2 separate regions of the Mus musculus genome follow, and region 2 is linked to region 1. Evidence: chromatin contacts called from public promoter capture Hi-C data. All regions are on one chromosome and are shown on one strand. The core of a region is the stretch at or near the end of the contact, and the rest is flanking DNA. Distances in the headings are between cores, read along the strand shown.

Region 1 (6,932 bases), core at 2,671-5,170:
TCATTTAAATAGTTGAGCTAAGCCAGGAGTGGTGACACAGACCTTTAATCACAGCTCTGGGGAGGCAGAGACAGGTGGGTCTAATCTACAGAGAGAGCTTCCAAACGCCACAGCTACATAGACCCAGTCTCAGCAAACCCAAACAAACAAACAACTGCTTTTGAGTTATATATTGATATAACACCAAAATAAATTATATCTTTAAGCAAGTTGGTCTGAATACTAAAAAAAAAAAAAAAAAAAAAAAAAAAAAAAAAAAAAAAAGAGGAAAAAGAGGAAAACCACCTCAATTCATTTTATGAGGACAATAGACCAGAGAAGAGGAACGCACAAAAAAGCAAGGGAGTCAGTGTGATGTTAGATGGCATGAATTTTTCTAAGTAAAATCCAATGTTCGTTTTTAAATTGCATCTTGTCAAGTATCTCAAGATCCTAGGACAGTTCTGTTTTTAGTTTTTAGTATTTTTAGTGACTATAAGCAAGTAACAAGTTTGATACACGGTTAAGAAAATACGATGTAGCCCTTCATTTTGTACAATTAATATTCCATACACTGAAAGGCAACAGTGAACTTAGTGACAATGAGCCAATCTAACACACACTAGTAAACAGAAGGTAAAAGAACTGTCAACCGTGCACAGAGAAAGAGCTTTAATTCCTTTTATTTATTTACATTTATCTATCGGGCGAGGTGCTTGTGTTCTGGCATGAGGGAAAGACAGGAGACAGCTTTGTAGGGGCATTTATCTCCTTTCACCGTTTGTGTCCTCTGGGCTGGACTCGGGTTACCAGAGTAGTGGCAAACACCTTAACCTACTGAGCCATCTTTCTAGCCTAAAAGTGTATGTGTGTGTGTGGTGTGAATGTGTGTTAGTGGTGTTCATACGGAAGCTGAAGGAGAAAGCTGAATGTCTTGCTCTACTATTCTTGGCCTTATTCCCTTTGAGACAGGATCTATGAACCTAGGACTAGACTGGAGGCAAACAAGCCTCAGCAATCGCCCTGCCTCCACTCCCCCACCCCACCCCCCCTTTATAACGCAGGGGTTACAGCCATGCATGGCCGCACCGGCTCTTTACATGAGTGTTGGATATTTGAACTCACAGGATTGGGCCATTGCTTCATTTCTCTCTGTTTGTACTGAATTCAAGGCAGCTGGCACTAATCAAAAGACGACTCTTCCCTATAGGTCTTCCAGATGAAAGCAAGCTTTCCCGGAGAAAGTCGAAGCTGTTACGCCTCCTAGGGACTAGTCTCAGATGTCACTTAGACTATTCTATTGGGTAAGGGCAGTAACACTTGCATGTAACTAACTCTTCAAGGGTGTGTTTTTGCTGCCTAGTTTGTAAATGTGTAACTTCCCTTTCAGGGATCTGTTACTGTGGCGGACATCAAGGACGCAGGTACACAGGATGAGGTTCCTGAGAGGGACTGAGGATACACTGTCTACACTGGCAAGTTGAACTTCCTGCTGTTGACAAAGCTAACAGAGAAACCTTAAGGGACTACTTCTAATGTTTCTTGATAAGAATTATGTTAACATCGGTCTCTATGGATACTCTTCCCAGTTAAACTTTCCCCTTCTTATAATTTCTGAGTAGTATTAATCAGTGCCTGGTAGGTAGACTTATTGAGTTTGAATTATATGTATGTGAATTTTATTATTTTTCTGCATCTATTAGAATACTTTTTGCTTTATAGTACTTACTTACTTACTTACTTTAATCCCAAGTGCTGGGATTAAAGGCGTGGGCCACCACTGCCCAGCCTCTCATTTGTTTCTTGAGAACACAATCTCACTTTGTTAACTTTAGCTGACTGGTACTATGTAACCCAGAGAGACCTTGAACTCTTAGCAATCCTTTTGTCTTAGCCTCCTGACCTATGGGATAAGAGAGTGAGCCAACATGCCTGGCAACTGTCTTTCAAAATACATCTGCTATAAAGATTTCCTTTTCCTTTCCCAGATTATTTATCTAGGAATAGAGACGACGACTACTTCTTCTTCTTCTTCTTTTTTTTTTTTTTTTTTTTTTTTTGGTTTTTTGAGACAGGGTTTCTCTGTGTAGCCCTGGCTGTCCTGGAACTCACTCTGTAGACCAGGCTGGTCTCAAACTCAAGCCTCTGCCTCCCAAGTGCTGGGATTAAAGACTCGCGCCACCACGGCTGGCTGGTATATTTTTTAAGAACCTCATTATTGAGTATCCACCATGCACAGGGACTCTACTGTGCTCTAGACATGGATAATAAACAAAGTAAGTATGCTCTCTACATTCACTGCATGGAGAATAAATAGTGCAGGGAAACAATGTGTAAGCCAATGTCCGTTCTGGTGAGCAGGAGATCTAAAGGATTCCCTATCAGTGGAGACTTGGAAAGCAGGGCACTTTCTCTAGATCAGCTGTTCTCAATCTACTAGACTCCCATGGGAGCTGAGTATCAGAGATTTACAATTCATAACAGTGGCAAAATTATAGTTATGAAGTAGCAACAAAATATTATAAAGTTAAGGATCACCACTTGCATCAAAGGGCTGCAGCATCAGGAAGGTTGAGAACCACTGCTTAGATAGTAATTAAAGATCTTTCAGAACAGAACTCATACCTCCATATTATTTGTGTTATAGAGTGTATGCTTACATCCTCCTATTTACATGTTGAAATTTTAATCCCACCTGTTGTCTCACGTGATAATATCGGTAGGCAATTAGCACCTTTATTATTTTAGTGCTAAAAATAACTTTAAAGTTGTGCAAGAAGTCAGACGATCTTGTGTTCTCTTTAACTGAGGGCCAAGTGAAGTCGGGAAACCTGTCGTTAAAAGATTGCAGGCACCTGATTACCCAACTCTATAAAAAAATAAAATTGTAGTTACATGCTGACTTCCGTTTTTATTATTTTAGACAGGATCACACTTTGCTATCCTACCATCTGTTAAAGATATTAGGCTGAAGCTGGACGGTGATGGGGCATCCACTTTTAATCCCAGCACTGGGGAGGCAGGGGCAGGAGGATCGCTGAGTTTGAGGCCAGCTTGGTGTACAGAGCGAGTTCCAGGATAGCCAGGGCTACACAGAGAAACTCTGTCTCAAAAACAAAACAAAACAAAACAAAACAAAAAACAGCCGGGCGGTGGTGGCGCACGCCTTTAATCCCAGCATTTGGGAGGCAGAGGCAAATGGATTTCTGAGTTCGAGGCCAGCCTGGTTTACAGAGTGAGTTCCAGGACAGCCAGAGCTACACAGGAAAAGCCAGTCTCCGAAAAAACAAAAACCAAACCAAACTAAAAAAAAAAAAGGAGGAGGGAGGGGTGTTGACCTGGCATTGGAGTACAGGGATTAAAGGTGTGGGCCAGTACGCCCAGCTGCCGTGGGTTACTTTGTTATCCTAACAGCCACACCAGAGCAATTCATCCACTGCAACAAATCGCAAAAATATTAAAAGAAAAATGACACCTGCTCATTGTAGAAAATGGTTGTTATATGTAACTTGCTGCACGAAACCACGACTTAACACCCTTTCAACTTCCTTTTACATGAGCACATCTTTTTAAGATGGGACTAGCTCGCAGCCAAGCGTAATTAGCGTTGCCATCAGGGGCAGCGGAGGGCACCTTACCCTCTGGAACGCTCCGCAGCTGGACTTCCCTGACCACAGAGACCGCCCCCCAGGCGTCTCGTGCCGCTCCGGCCCCCAGAGCCCCGGATACCTCATCTCGTGTCCGCCCACCACCCAACGGTTCTGCCCCCAGGCACGTTCTAAACCACTGCGCACGCGCTGCGAGGCACTTAACGACTCGGCTCCGCCCTTCTCAATATCTCTTGGGGTCGCCGGGCGCTCCTCGCTGAATCGTTAGCCAATCCTTACTCCCGCCCTCGCAATCTTGCAACAGGCTTCTGATTGGTTACCTGTCCTCGAGGTCTGCGCGGAGCGTGATTGGTTGGTGGCTTCGCCCAATCGGCGGAGGGCTGTCGGATTCAAATCCAGAGCGTTGGGCCTGCGGTCGTTGGCCTCATTCGAGTCGTTGCGTCGGCCCTAGGCGGACGTAGAGCCCCTTGCGCCCGGTTTCCTGATCCCGCTTACTCCTCTGCGCGCCGGCAGGATGGCCCACAAGCAGATCTACTACTCAGACAAGTACTTCGATGAGCACTACGAGTACCGGTGAGGAGCGCCTGCGGAGGAGGGCCGCGCTGGGAGGTCAGACCTGGTGGTCGGGACTCGGACCCCCTTAGAGGCCTCCGTCCGTCCGGGCAGCCTTGCTTTGTGTAGTGTTGCGGGGATCGCAGGAGATGGGGAGTCGTTAGATGGGTGGGCAGCGCCTAGTCTGGGAGTTCACGACCGCAAACCGCACTGGCCCGGACTGGCCGGGAGGGGAAGTCCCCGGAAACGCACCCGACGGGCATTATCGAGTGTCTGATGGGTAACGGCTCCAGACGCTGTAACACGGGGCGTTGTTAAAGGGCTTCAAGATCAAATTGAAAACTCGAGATTGCCTTCGGAAGGATTGGGGTGGTGGTGGCTACGTTACCTTCAACTGCTAGTCCATATTGGCCACGTTTGGGGCTTTTGAGGAAGTTTTGAGTTTTAAATCCTGAGATGCGCAGGAAGGTAGTACCTACGTTAATATAATTAGCAAATGGGATTGTGGAAAGTAAGGGAGGATTGTAGTTAACTTTATTGTATCCCTTATGACTTGGGGTGTGGTTTCAAAGGCCTTTCCGTCGCTGGGTTCTTCTGGGTTGGGATTAGAGCGTTGCATTCTGGGACACAGTCAAGGACTCCAGGTGGGTAAAACCTGTTCCTCCCTTGGGCAAATAGTGACCTTGTTTTCTGTTTGCTGCCCTTTTAGGTTAGTGTCCAGAATGCTGTTTGAGGGATGAGACACTTTTTAAAAGAGTGGCTTCACCGCCCCACCCCCCATTCTCTCAGTCCGCTAGTGTAGAAGTCTTCACAGCCAGAAAACTTTTTCCAGGCTGTTTGACGATGCACTAATGCTATAAACTTGAATGTTCTTAAGTAGGGAAGTCTCATGGGTTTTTTTTTTCCCCCTTACTAAAAAATTTAAATACATAACAGTCTTTACATAGTAATTACAAACTTCACAATGGTAACCATGTGATAATTGGCTTAATATTTGGTCGTTATAGTAACTCAGAACTTGGTTTGGAAATATCCAAAAATGACCGAAAGTAATTGTACTGTCTTTCTAAATTAGGCAAATAATTATTTGGATGGAAATGTTTAGCATATGGGTTTATATACATTTCTTTAGTTGTCAAAGTGAGATAGTTTTAGTTTCTAAACTTGGAGTATATAAGTTGTGCGTGTTTTGGGGAGCAACTGCTGGTCTGTCTTAAGTATTTTACTCCAATATAAAGTAGGAGCTAGTTTATTACCCACTGGAATCCAGAGGTCAAAAAAAGTGTTTTATTTTGAAACATGAAGTGTTTAAGCTTGCTGTTCTGCCTTAGCAGTTGCTGAGATGGTGGGTGTGTTGCCACACTAGCTTGAGCTTAACTGACCAACCTTTACAAAAGAATTAGAGAGGTGCTCTTGACAGGGACTGTGTACTGGTGATATGACACAGAGGTGTGAGTCTAGGGTGTTTTGTTTATAGTAGAACTATGTGTGTTGGATAAAGTTCAAAACTTAGTGATTTTGTGAAGGGGTGATTACTAGGAACAGAGTAGACTGCTCCTCAAATATCATGGGAGTCCTTTTGGGCATTTTTGAGGGAGTCTCCATAACCCAGGGTGTCCTGGAACTCCATGTAGACAGCTCTAGCTGCATCTGCCTTACTAGTCCGGGGAGGGACCTGTGTGTCATCAGGCCCAGCCTGTCCTTACAGAAATAAAATGGAGGATTTCTTTGCACTTGAGTCATATATTGCACTTTTTGTATTCCAACAAAAACTGGGTTCTGAGAATAGTTTTCCTGGTACATGATCAGTAGTAATATACAAATAAAATCATGTACATTATAAATGACCCCATATGAAGTGCAGCCTCTTGACATGACTTATCAGGTAGGAGATACTTGAGGCTCCTTGTATCTGAATGCCTTGTAGAGACAGTACTGTTTGTGAAAGCTAATTGACAAGCATAATGTCTGTCACTTAAGGCATATCAGTGGCCGGGCGGTAGTGGTGGTGCACGCCTTTAATCCCAGCACTTGGGAGGCAGGGGTAGGCAGATTTCTGAGTTCAAGGCCACCCTGATCCCAGAGTGAGTTCCAGGACAGCCAGGACTATACAGAGAAACCCTGTCTCAAAAAAAAAAAAAAAAAAAAACGGGGAAAAAAACCCCAGAAACAACAACAAAGACTGATATCAGTGGAAAGATAAGGTCATGGGTTATTTTGTACAGTCTTGATTATTGGAAGTCTCTCTGAACTCAAATAGGTGCCCTGAAACTTGGCAATCCTTCCTTCCTCCACTATGATATATAGCAGCAAAGCAGTAACAGTAACAAAAACATTAAGCAGTATTTCAAGAATGAGTGGTAACTTGTGTGGGTAAGAATATTTATTTAATATGTGCCTGGAAATGGCAGTGATGGCACGTAGTCATCGGCCTTGTGGTAAAGCTGGTTAAGGATTATCTGCGCTCAAATCCACAGCTTAAAACCTGTTATGGGCAGTTTGGTGCTTAGAGTGGACTATGGACTGCACTATCCCAATTCCAAAAGTCCAGAGCTGAATTTGCACCTCCATCTCAGACTTGACTTATACTGGTCAAAAAATGTTAATTGCTAACTTTGTGTAAAGTTAAAACCAGGGGTAATTAAAGTGAGGCTGAAATTTAGAGATACTTTGTGGTGACAATGCTTTATGCAGGCTAGGGTACAAATTTGCTTGTGTATATATGTGTTAAAATTGTGTTTGTTTGTTTTGGCCCTGAATCAAGGCCGCAGTTTACTGAAGCTGTTGGTTTCA
Region 2 (7,010 bases), core at 3,659-6,158, 8.1 Mb after region 1:
ACAGAGATGGAGAAGTGATGCCAGCCCTTAGGAGGGTCCAAAAGATGAAGTGGAATCCCAGACACTGAAACAAGAAGCTGTAACATTGAAATTGCCTTGGAGACTCAAGGATGTTAAAGATGCCAGAGCCATGGGATACATGCTGAGGAAAGCTGCTAACAGGGAGTGGAACCAGCCCAGGAGAAAGCAGTTTGTTGCAGGCAACAAAGATGAAAAGGGAGTGGAGATCTGAAGACCACTTTGACATCAGCCATGGAGATGCAGAGTTTGGAGTTTGCACAGCTGGTTTCCTGCCTTGCTTTGGGGATTACAGTTAATTAAGTTGAATGAATCTCAGAAGAGACCTTGAACTTTGGACTTTTAACATTGTTGTGACTGCTATAGACTATGAGGACTTTGAAAGTTGGACTAAATGCATTTTGCATTATGCTATGTTTAAGTATGGCCCCCATAGACTCATGTTTTTGAACAAGTCTATGGGGGCCAGGGAGTGGAATGTGATGGTTTGTATATCCTTGGACCAGGGATGGCACCATCTGAAGGTGTGGCCTTGTTGGAATAGGACTTCCAACAAGGGCTGGGGCTTAAATGACTTCCCTAACTAAGACACCTACTTTGGTGTTTTTTTTCTTTTCTCAAGTCTCAGAAAACATTTAGACAGTGTCTGCCTGTAATTCTGGCTATTGGGAAGCTGAGGCAGGAGGATCATGAATTTGAGGTCAGCCTGATTGATATACACAGCTAGTTTGTCTCAAAACAATTTCAACACAGGGCACAAAAGTAAGCTATGCAGGCCATCTCCACTGACATGAACACTAACATTCACATCGTGTACACAGGAAAAGGCACACAAGGAAAAGTATCATTAAAAGGACCTGAATGTCTGCAAGCTGCTGTCAAGTGACCAAAACCGTCTTCCCTTTGCGTTCCTCCCTGAGGAGCTGTTACTAAGGAGCTCTCAACTAAAAAGGGGGAGAGGGGGAGGGGCGGAGGGACGGACAGACAGCCTAAAGTGGCCAAGGGACTGCTGTATTCCTGCCTTGTTTTGGAGACAGACTGTGCATCCCAAGCTGGTCCTAGTACTTGACCCTTCAGCTTCTGGGAGCTGCCATTGTTCAGCTAAGGGACTGCTCCGATTAGTCAAAAGAACTGCATGGGTCGGACAGGGCTCCTGATGGGACTGCCCTTTCTGTTCACGGTACCAATCTGTTTCTAGTACCAAGCTGAACTTGGTACTAGAAAGACGGTAAGCACCCGCTTGCTTCAGACCCTGGCAGTGGGGAGGTCTTCCCTGAACACCACTGCAAGTCTGGCAGCTTTCTACTATGTCTGCATTCCCAGACCAGCTCAACCTGAACCTTCCCAAGAAATCTACCAACAAATAAGGGCTCAGAATTCAGATTACTGAAATCCTGTAAAATCTAATAATGCCTTTTAATCTGCTCCTGTGTAAACTACCATAGGAACACAGCTGCTTAAAGTGAGAACATATTGAAGAGGTTTTAAAAACATTTTTCAAAGGGCTGGTGAGGTACTTTGTCAGGTAAAGGAACTTGGGACCCACATGATGGAAGGAGGGAAGTGACACCCAGAGTTGTCCTCTGATCACACAATCACTAAGGCACGCATGACCACACATACAAAAATAAATAAATTTTAAATATTAAACATGCAAACCAAACAATTATTCCAAAGCTGCTTTTTTTTTTTTGGTCAGAATGCTGGGAAATGCACTTCAGGAATGTTTCAGAACTGCTCACATGGCCTGGGGCTGGGCCCGTAGGGTGGCTGATGGCCACTGGAGCCCCAGCCCTGCCTGCTCCCACTCCAGCACTGGGATCACAAGTATGCACCACCCCCACCCCACCCCCCAACTTTAGCTTTTTTGTTGTTGTTATCTGGGAACTGGAGAGGAAACTCAGGCCCTGAGCTTCACAGCTCATTCTCTGCCAGTTTAGCCCCTGCCCCCACACAGGCTCCTCCCCCTGGCCCGTGTTTGTTATGGCTATTAATCTTACAACTCTGTGGTTAAGGCACAATTAAATATTTGCAAGGGCTCCTAAATTAATGACCAAAGAGTTAACAACTGTGACACAAAACAAATCTCTCTTTACAATGAACACACAACACCCCACTCTGTTCTCACGCCAGGCCCTAAAGCGGCTGTTCTACCACTGGACTAGAAACCTGGTTGTAACCTGCAGGTTTTCCTGGTTATGTTTCTAAACCAAAGGCACGTGCTAGTTGCTGTTCCAAAGATCTTCTGGCCCTACTCCAGTGAAGTAACATGTCCTTATACACACCCTGGGCCCCTCTCTACCAGGCTGCGCTGGGAAGCTAAGCGTCCAGAGTCTTCTACAGTACAGTGTACACACTACAGTGCATACAGAGTGAACTAGGTTCTCAGCGCGTACCAACATGCATGCTAGCTAGGCCCCACCGCTCGCTCCCAAGTGGAGCTTGGTGAGGATGAGCCTCTCGTCATGAAAGCTGACCACCTCTGTCTTGTACAATGATGGAAATAAAGCTGCCCATCAACTAGGTAGCAGCTTTCACATTCTCCAGTCACATCTGACTCTGGTCCCTGCAAATTCAACTCTATTAACTCCTAGATATATGGGGGTGGGAAGGAGCACGTTGTTTTTGGATGTGGTGAGCTGGAGCCATTCTGGGTTTGCAGATCTTACCAGTCTACACCACAGTGTAATGGCTATTCCTGGTTGCCAACATGACTCTATCTGGAATGAACCACAATCCAAAGCTGGAGGCCTCACCTGCAATCCAGAGCTTGAGGTTGTTAGATAAAAGTTTCTGACCTGGATCTTGGCATGGAGATCTTGAGGCACAGTGGCCATGAAAAGCTTAGGCCCAGGCAAGGCAGTACATACCTTCAATCCCAGGAGACTAAGGCAAGATCATCTCTGAGTTCAAGGTGGTACACACTTTTAACCTGGGCCACACCTTCTGTTAGAGACCTACAGGAGGACACTGGGAGGAGGAAGATTTGCTTTTTGCCTGCTTGCACTTACTTGCCAGCACATCTGTTGGAACCTACATCTACAGAAGAGCAGCTGAAACAACTAGCCTCATGGGACTGAGCAACTACTAGATCCTTGGACTTCCCACTCACAGCTGACCATTGTTGAGGAGTTGGACTACAGACTGTTTAAGTCATTGTAACAAATCCCTTTACTATATAGACTATCCATAAGTTCTAGAAACCCTGACTAAAAATACACACAGCCCAATGTGCCAGCCCATCCATTCTGTCCACGACTGGCATCAGCTAACAGATAGCTAGTGTTTATGTTTTATGTCACACCTTTCCTGGCCATGGCTGACTTCTAGTAGATGTTGCAGAATGTCAGACTCCCTGCTGTCAGGCTGATGTACCGGCCAAGCAATACCTAACTCATATTACTCTTGTTTGCTAGTTATCTCTCTCTCACACTTTAGGCCGTTGGTCACCTCGTTGCTTTTGCATTTGCTATGTGCTGGGGTTCAAAATGTTTACCAGACACTTGAAAAACAAGTACGAACCACGACGCCTGCCAACAGCTGTGCCTATGAAAATCAGGGAAAGGTGATTCTAGGACCAAGCCTAACACCACAGACTCTACAGCTGAGCTAGGCAGCGCGGCAGAGGGTGTGAATTGAGATCTACTATACATAACGAAACAGAAGATTACAAAGCACGACACAGGCCAGGACTGTGCAAATGAGATGTTACTCCTGGAAGGAATGGCCTACGGAGGGTGCGAGCCAGGCAACTCAATTATTTCTTCTCATGAAAAACAGCGGATCATGATAATGTATGCTTATGAGGTAGAAACGGGGGCAGAGGGGGGGTGTGAGAAGGGGCGGGTCGAAATTTCCCAAGTAACATGCAATAGGCCAAATGGTGATTAAAAAAAAAAACAAAACAAAACTAAGCAAGCAAACAACGACAATAACAACCACCACCTATCCTGTGCTCGACTTTTCTGGAATTTATTACTTGTAGGAGGATTCTACTCTATTCTCAGTAAGATGAGCATAGTTTGCACAATCCTAGAATCCATGACATACCTGCGGTGACGAAAACTAGCTGGTCCCGGAGGGAAAAGCAACACAGAATGCAGTGTGATTACTGGGGCAAACTGAAGGGCCAAACAATGACCTATCCTATAAACAGATTATCTCACTTGTTCACGACTCCCTTCTATTTTGCTTCAACTAACTATTGGCAAGAGCCCCTCTTAGGACTCTGGGTGGAGCGGATTCCGCGGTGGCGTCTGGACCGAATGAATCCCGGTCTCACGCTGTCCCGATCCTCTGGGGCTGACGCCTCCTGGGAGGTTATGCGGAGCCGCGGCGTTCCCTGTGTGACCTTTCTCCGGGAACGCCGTGACCTCGGCGGCAAACTGCCGTCCTCCGCCCCGGCCGCCCGGTGGCAGCGCACACAGCCCGTCCGCCCCATCGAGCTCCGCGCGCGGCCCGCCGGGAGACCCTAGTCCGCGTCCAGGCTCGCTCTGCACCCCGGGCCGCCGCCGCCACCACCTCCCTGCGGACGCCGAGGTGACTCACCAGTGTGAGGGCCGCCCGCGTGGGCTGCAGTTTTCTCTTGCTCACAGCCCGCACGGTGGCGCGGACCAACGACGCCGACATGTCCACGTCGCGGCACCCGCAGCCTCCGGCTGGAGCGTGGGGACTCAACTTCTCTCCATGGACACGGCGGGCACTTTGACGCCACAAGCTCCTGCGCAGGCGCCACAGGCCCCGCCTCCCGTCGCCCGTCCCGCTCCACCATTGGACAGTCCGGGTGAGTGACGGGCCGGGCCGATTGGCCGTCATCACTGACGAGGCAAGGGAGGTGACCTGTGACCTTGCGGGCTTCGCGGTCACTGCGCTAGCGGAAGTGGGATGGCTCCTTCCGTATGGCGTACACTAACGACAGACCCCCCGGAAGTGGGGACACGGCTCTGTGACTCTGGAGCTGCTTCGATAGTAAAGCAAGCGGGTAGACACCATACGACAGGTTTCCAGTTATTGAAATGTCACTCTTGTGTAGCAGTTTGTGTCAAGAAAACTGAGCACGTACGTAGCTACCAGCCTCGCATGGAAGCACGGGCATGGTGGCTCTATCCGAGCCTCTGAGAGCGAGCGCCCTGGGCGCTACGTTAGCATCGGTTCTTGAGTCCCGATCCCGGGCCCCGTGCACATTTGGCTAGCCTTTCCTGCTAGCCGGTCCCATTTGATTAGCTGTGCGCCTGTCACCACGCCTCGGCTTCCTTCGCGGCCCGTGATGACGTAAGAACGGGAGCTCCTTTATCTCGGAGCAGCAGCTGGCCCCGTGCGGGAACTGGGTGGGCGTGGGGAGTACTGAGGGGTTTGCTACCCCTGATCGCCCCCTTATGGTTCCAGGAAGGCCGAGGGAGGGAAATGGATTCGGCCTCAGGTCTAGACGGAAAGAACAAGTGTTTTCTTTTCCAGTGCGATCTCACTGGTCTGACTAGAAGGGGCAGTTTCCCCGTCCGAAATGGGGACTTTGCCATGCTGGAACACTGACAGAGTAAGACAGACATTGTACATTCTGCCTAGACCTGCCCAGGAGCTAAGAAAATGTTCTGACCCTTTCTTCATAGCTTTACAAAGAGTGGGCACACCATGTTTTCAACTCTATTTTTAGTGTCTGAAAACTGTGAACCCCACTCGGTCATTGATCTCTCTCTTGCAAGGATTTTGTTCCACTTGGGAAGATATCCTCTCCTTAAGATAGAAGCCACCTTTGAAGCAAAAGAAAAACAGACTGATTTTTTTTTTTTTTTTTGGTTTTTCGAGACAGGGTTTCTCTGTACACTGAAAACACATCTTTTACATCTTTTACCAGGAAGCTTGCCAAAGCAGTTCACAGTGAGCAAGAGACTGTTAGAAGGTGAAGATCGGGTGTTCAGAACTCCTGCTGTAAAAACTGGATTCTGAGTTTCCGCTGTTTTAGAACAGAACAGGGCATCGGCCCTGGCCCTGCGATCGCTTGCAGAGGAAGCTTTGACTTGGCCATGGCTGCGAGCCTGCTATCTTATCCGCTGAGAAGCGTGCCTCACTTGTCTAATGGTATCAGTATAAGCCATCAAAAACACCAGGCTGCTGGGCAGAATTTTTTTTAAGAATCAAAATGTAGGAAACCTTTTTAAGGCTAGAAGAAAACATGACAATTCTGTTTAATTTTAGGGGTAAGTACACTCCTCTCCCTCAACAACCGACAAAACATCCAAGTAGAAAATAACTACCAGGTATAAAGATTGGCCTGGCTGCGTATTTCTTCTCCGTTCTAGGGGCAGAGGGATAAACAACACTAAGCGCTTTTTCAGTAGGCGTGGCACTGTTCCAGCCAGAAAGCAGCGCTGTCACTTCACAGCCAGAGGCAGGAGGAAAGGAAGCAGGCCAGCAGCTGAGCAGGAGGAAAGGAAGCAGGCCAGCAGCTGAGCCGTCACGTAGCAGGGAGGCCCCGGTTGCACAACCCATGAGTTTGATGGTCACCATTTTTATTTTTTTACCATGATTTCCAATTTCTTAATGATTTCCATTTTGACATGACTCTTTCATAACTAGACTATGACCAGTCTAGTTCACACATATATGCCTCTCGTGAGTCTCCCTCGTTGTGCCAGTGTCCTTAGCAAGCTCTCTCTCTGCCCCCCAGTCTCCTGCTTGCACACCCCAGACCCGGTGCACAGCTATCAAAGGGGAACAGCATGGGCACCCTATTAAGGAGATGTGTACTGTCAGCGCTTTGGTTGACTTTTCTAATGACTCATAAGAAAATAATGTGGATAAAATTACACGTTCAAAGTTCGATTTTATTTCAAAATGATAAATAAACCGGCATAGTTCTGACTCTGTACTATTTCAGAAAGGCTTGTGAAGTTCATTAACAGTTTAGAGAGGGCTCCAGTCAGACCAGAAGGTTGCCAATCAAACTTGTGATTGGCAGAGACAGCAGCCTCTTTGATCTTCAGAGGTTTGTAAAA

Evidence for each region. Promoter capture Hi-C pulls out the DNA fragments that hold promoters and counts their contacts.
Region 2: a promoter capture Hi-C map of pre-B cells shows a contact between it and region 1, with 4 times the contacts expected there. The contact joins the promoter of Etohd2 here to the promoter of Cks2 in region 1. A contact is called at or near these places in 3 of 39 promoter capture datasets (liver and pre-B cells) and 1 of 484 Hi-C or Micro-C datasets (CD4 T cells).

What each region holds. Positions count from the first base shown.
Region 1 is chr13:51,641,312-51,648,243 of GRCm38.p6, forward strand. It overlaps Cks2 (CDC28 protein kinase regulatory subunit 2), which reads left to right and starts at 3,921. Exons shown (of 3, transcript NM_025415.3): 1 at 3,921-4,160. The coding sequence starts at 4,102. Gm52049 (a long non-coding RNA gene) reads left to right here. Exons shown (of 3, transcript XR_003950639.1): 2 at 1,190-1,283; 3 at 1,370-2,006. It overlaps Gm22806 (a small nucleolar RNA gene), which reads left to right and starts at 6,888; the gene lies at 6,888-6,932.
Region 2 is chr13:59,765,058-59,772,067 of GRCm38.p6, forward strand. Etohd2 (ethanol decreased 2) reads left to right here and starts at 4,909. Exons shown (of 2, transcript NR_015349.3): 1 at 4,909-5,289; 2 at 5,870-7,010. It overlaps Isca1 (iron-sulfur cluster assembly 1), which reads right to left and starts at 4,732. Exons shown (of 4, transcript NM_026921.4): 1 at 4,567-4,732. The coding sequence starts at 4,647. It overlaps Tut7 (terminal uridylyl transferase 7), which reads right to left. Exons shown (of 27, transcript NM_001373962.1): 27 at 6,819-7,010.